Regions from separate parts of the Sus scrofa genome. Here region 1 is linked to region 2. Evidence: chromatin contacts called from public promoter capture Hi-C data. All regions are on one chromosome and are shown on one strand. Each heading gives the region's core, a stretch centred on a gene start, on an enhancer-like site or on the middle of the called end of the contact. The rest is flanking DNA. Distances are from core to core; before and after follow the strand shown. Region 1 holds the start of METAP1 (methionine aminopeptidase 1). Region 2 holds the start of LAMTOR3 (ragulator complex protein LAMTOR3).

What was found. Promoter capture Hi-C pulls out the DNA fragments that hold promoters and counts their contacts.
Region 1: a promoter capture Hi-C map of liver shows a contact between it and region 2, with 5 times the contacts expected there. The contact joins the promoter of METAP1 here to the promoter of LAMTOR3 in region 2. A contact is called at or near these places in 1 of 5 promoter capture datasets (liver) and 1 of 2 datasets of contacts at active chromatin or transcription factors (alveolar macrophages).

The regions. Positions count from the first base shown.
Region 1 is chr8:121,351,287-121,353,989 of Sscrofa11.1, reverse strand. METAP1 (methionine aminopeptidase 1) reads left to right here and starts at 1,378. Exons shown (of 11, transcript XM_003129313.5): 1 at 1,378-1,686. The coding sequence starts at 1,573.
Region 2 is chr8:120,624,480-120,627,179 of Sscrofa11.1, reverse strand. LAMTOR3 (ragulator complex protein LAMTOR3) reads right to left here and starts at 1,283. Exons shown (of 5, transcript XM_021101727.1): 1 at 1,127-1,283; 2 at 1-810.

The DNA of each region.
Region 1 (2,703 bases), core at 129-2,628, 730 kb before region 2:
ATCTGACTAATATCTTTGAGGATGCAGGTTCAATCCGTGGCCTCGCTCAGTGGGTTAAGGATCTGGCAATGCAGTGAGCTATGGCGTAGATTGCAGAGGTGGCTGGGATCTGGCATTGCTGTGGCTGTGGCACAGGCTGGCATCTACAGCTCCCATTCCACCCCTAGCCTGGGAACCTCCGTATGCCTCAGGAGCAGCACTAAAAAGACAAAAAAAATTATTATTTGATTTTATTATATTATTTGTTTTGCCTATATAACAAAGACATTAAAAATATGAGCTTTTCTCGTCTATCAAATATGAAAATGTTTAAAAAAGTATGCACTAAGATAACACAAAGTTCACAGCACTTAGTTTTTTTTTTTAAGGATCACACCCACATGGCACATTGAAGTTCCCAGGCCAGGGGTCAAATCAGAGCCACAGCCCATGGCAACGCAGGATCTGACCCTCATCTGCGACCTACACCACATTCCACAGTTATTACTGGATCCCCAATCCATGCAGTGGGGCCAAGGCTCGAACCCGCATCCTCATGGACACTATTTGCATTGTTTCCACTGAGCCACAATGGTAACTCCTCACAGCACTTAGTTGATTATCAATAAATATTAGTTCCTCTCTCTTTCCTAGTGACAGGAGGTATTCAAGCACCAGTCAGAAAATGGAAGATGTGTGATGTAGTTTAAGAGATTTAAGCAACAGGTTTGCATAGAGGACCTCTGAAGCTCCTTTCAACTCTGACATTTCATGATCACTGCAATTGTTTCCTAGATACTTAGTAAACAATGGAATGAGATAACACGAAAAAATATGGTTTGTATTGAATATCCAGAGGTTGTGTTACCATCTCCAGCACCGTACACTGTGAATGGAGGGGGGTGGTGTGAAAAGAAATACCGCAGGAGGGAGCGCGGACGCAAATCCCAACCCACCTCTTCATTGACAGTTCCCTGGCTTCCTTTTTTGTGAATGAGCAGTTGTTCTTGGGCCTTAGAACAGACACTATGAGCGAGAAAAAGAACTTTAAAAAGAGAATTACTTTCCTTTTCCAAGGAGCTGCCGGGTGGACCAAAACAGAGGAGCCAAGTGCCCTTTTCAACCGTCTGAGAGTGTGGGAGACGTTCAAGACCCTGGGATCCAGTCAGTAAGGGACTGGGGAGCTCTCTCTAGGCACAGAGAACGCGAGGCGTGAAGGCCTCTCCTAGTCGGCCGCCCCGGGCCTTCTCCGACACCACCAGGCGGGCGAGCTAGCCGGGGAAAGGACACGCGGACGCTGGGCTCCCTGAAGCTCTCCGGCGGCCCCCACGTGCACGCCGGCCTCCGGGAGGCGGGGGCCGCGGGCAGTGGGCGGGGCGAAGGCCGCGGGGCGGGGCGCCAGCTGCGCGCTGGGCGGGAGCGGGGCGCGCAGCGTGGTCTGGCGCTTCTCCTCCTCCCGCGCCCAGGCGGGGCGGGCTGAGCTCCTCCCCCGGCTCGGCCTCCCTCCCCTCCTCTGCCCTCCCTCCGCCCAGCCGTTTCTCCCTCCCCCTCCCCTTCTTCCTCCGTGAGGCGCTCCTCCAGCAGCCAGGCAGCATGGCGGCCGTGGAGACGCGTGTGTGCGAGACGGATGGTTGCAGCAGTGAGGCCAAGCTCCAGTGTCCCACCTGCATCAAGCTGGGCATCCAGGGCTCATACTTCTGCTCGCAGGTAGACACCCGCCCCCCCGAGGCGCCGCCGCCGCCACCGACCCCTTCCCCTCCCCGCCTGTCCTCGCGGCCGGTCGGGACACGCTCCTCCTCTTCCCCAGGCGGGCGCGCCGGCCGCGCTTCCTTCCCACCTCGTCTGCAGTGCCGCTGCCCCTTCTCGCCCCTGAGGAATCCCCGGCCCTTCGGACCCCGGCTGCGCAGGGCGCACGCGGGGGGGCGGGGGCGCGGTCGGCCGCGGCCACGTGGGCTGGGGGCGGAAGCTGACTTGCCCTGGGTACCCGGCAGTCTTAGGGCGCTGTGTTTCGGGGCCAGGTGTGCGGGCTCCGCAAGACAGATGGGGACGCCGCGGGAAGGGGGCAGCCCCAGCCGTGTGAGCCACCACAGCCCCAGCTCCTGGCAGGGCTCTGATCTTGGTCGCGGGGGGCTGCGGGGCGGGTAGTACCCCGGTCCCGACGGGATTGGGGGTCAGAAGACACCAGCTGGGCTTTGAGGAGTGAGTTGCTTGGGACCATGGAGTCGCAGAGAGGAGGAATCCTAGCTCCAGCCCCACCTCTGTTCCTAGGTTTTACTGCTGCGCACTGACACTTAAGCAACTTTGGGGTTGAGGAATGGAGAGAGTCTGTGTAATTCATTTTTTTCCTTTGGCATCCAAAATTATTAATTTACAAGACCGTAAACTAACAGGGTGAGTCCTTCTGTTTTACCCAGTTTCCCTCTGAGTGAAAAAGACAGTTCCATTAAGGGTTATGCTTTAAGGCCGTAGTGTATTTTAGTAAGTTTTGTGCAGTGGAGCAAAGCCAGCATTGAAAGGGGTCCGGACTGAAACGTGTGCTCGTGTTTATGTTTACTGAGGAGTGCTAGTATTGCGGGCACATTTTGACGCTTAGAGTATTGGCCCGGCAGCGTAGTTTGGCTTTTAGTTACAGACCAGGTTTCTTGAAGAGAGACACATGAATATTCAAGTACTAAATTGGTAGTGTTCTTGGGGGAGGAGAGCGTGAACAAAGAGTCCGAAAGT
Region 2 (2,700 bases), core at 34-2,533:
ATTCATATTAATGTCGAATAACCATTTAGCCTACTGGTTATGAGTAAGGACTCTGGAGTTAGTCTGCCTGTGCTGGTATCTTGACTCCACAACTTATCAACTGTGTAACTTGAGGGAAGTTACCTGCTCTTTCTGTGCCTCAGCATCCTCATTGATAACACAGGGATAACAATAACAGTGGCTACCTCATAAAAACTGTTTTAAGAATTAAATGAGTTCAATGTTCCAAAGAATATTTAGCATGTATATAAGAAAAACAAACAAACAAAAAACACAGTACGTAAAATGTAAACAAACACAAACATTAGTAGTATTAATTCCCAGCTGTTTCTACTAACTAGTACAATGAAGTTCCCTAAATTTATTATTCTGGCTATATGGTTGTGCTAAAGAGGTATTAGTTATAAAGCTCAGATTGCTACAATGAACCCAGAGAGACACAACCACTTACTGACAAAAGACTCATAGCAAACCACCGTTTAGAAATGGAAACGGTAAACATGCAGAGTCTGTCTTAGGCTCCCAGAACTTGGGTTGGGGAAAAAATAAAACTTTCTCAGTCTCAGGCACCTTAGCGTCTTTCACCCTCATTCCAAGCAGAAACTCAGGACTCCGCAAGTTATTCATATTATTCTCACACTCCAGATCCTGGAGAAAATTGGAGGGGAGCGCTAAAAAGAAATAAATTTGAACGTGGGACGTGCCCAGTAGCCTCATCCGTTTCCCTACTCTTTACTTCCTCTTGTGTGGGGGTATTAACTCACATCCGCCATGATGAACCCCTTTCTCCCGGAGGATCAATCGCCAAGCCTGGAAGAGAAACTCCTGGTGACTCTCCCCACAAGACTTCCTCGCCCTTCCCACCCCGACCCTAATAAGCGCAGTCAGTTCTTCTCAGGGTCGGAAAAGGCTCCGCGGCTCTAGGGCTCGGCCTCCCAGGCCCAAGGGAGTCGAAGTTCCCAGATGCCCAGACGGATAACCGAAATGCCTGACCTCAGCCCACTCCATCCTCTACCCCAAAGATCCGGGCCCAAAGGGGATACAGAAAGGGCGTCCTCTCTTTCACCTCACTGCACGCACCACCTGCGGGCCCAAAGCTGACTCCGGGCAAAGTGGCTCCAGTTACCTGGGTTTCTGGGCTGCTCGATACTCTGAGCTGTCACTTCAGGGACTGCCTGAGACAGGTTCTTCTAAGAGCCGCGGTCACATGATTTACGACCTCCTCTGAGGTTCCAGGAAGCACTTCCCACGTCGCCGACGCAGGGATTCGCGAGACTTCCGGGGAGGTGCTTCGGCGAGGGAGCGCGCAGTCGCGCCTTTGCGCCCCGCCCCACCCACGGCGGCTACTTCCTGCGCCTGCGCCTGCGCTGCAGGTGGATCGCGACGTCTATGACCTGTCCGAGCTGTCAGGACCCCGTGGGACGTTTTTGTTGGGCAGGGGTGCATACTTTTAATTAGGTGGTTTTTGTTTTTTTTCTTTAGGGTCCATTATCCTAAAGCCTCTTCTTGTAGATGAAGAAATTTGAAGGGGTGGTCTTAACATACCGTCAGCAATAGATTGCCCGTGATGAGAAGTCCCAGGTCCACAGGCTTCTGATCCCAGTTTCTTAGTCTCTTTTGGCTTTTCCGCTGGTGCTGCCCACGTGCTGTGACTCCAAGCCTTGTCTAGATTGAATCAACGATCCATGATTTTTCTGGAGATCTGTTATTTTTGTACCTCAAGCCTCGACATATGCAGACATTGAACAGCCTTTTTCACTAGCAACTTAGAAGGCTGTGCCTTTAAGGACTGCCTATATTGTTTTTGTTTGTTTAGTGCCTTGCTTGTTTGCACATTTAACAAAAATCTACAGTGGGTGGTAGAAAAATGAGGTCTGTGGGAACTTGCCTTTGACTGTATTTCAACTCCAGCCCCTAAAAGTGCAAAAGGAATTAACTATTGCTCAGCACATAAGTTGGATACTTATTTCCTAGTTATCCCTAGGAGGATGAAGTGGCAAACTAAAAAGCTCCCAGATGTTACAACTGACCGCCAGTCATTTCAAATAAACTTGACAGTTCCATAGCAACATGTCATTAAAGATCACTTTATTTTCCTTCATTTCTCAGGACACTGCACTTATTTTAGCTCCTCACCCACTTTAGTCTCCTCTTAAAGGAAGACACTTAAAACTTGTCTTCAGTTCCTCTGCTGTTTTTCTCTTTCCAGTGTTCTGAGAATATGAACCCTAAATCTGCACCTTTCATCTGAGTTGTAAGTTCACATTTTTAGCTGCTTGTTGGATGCTGGATATTTCTACATAAAGTCTATCACTTCTAACTCAAAAGCTCCTAAAAACTCCAGTAAATCTGTTTCCTGATCTATGTCTGTGTTCCATGATTCTATCAGTCAGGTATCATGTTTGCTCTCTCCTTCCTCATGTTCTTTTCTTAACAATGATTTTTACACCCATTATTTTTTCAAGCCTTCATTTAAATCATTATTCTATTCAGCAAAACTGTATCAACAGTCACTTAAAGGCCAACTTTACCTTCCTAAAATAATGTTATTGCTGATCAAAAAAAATCTATTTTTTCGTTAATAGCCAAATTTTTGCGAAGTTTTAAATCACTGCCTCCATTTATCCCAAATCCAATCAATCAAATAATTCTCTTGATTCTACTTGTGCCTGTATCTTAAAGTCACTATCTGCAGTACTG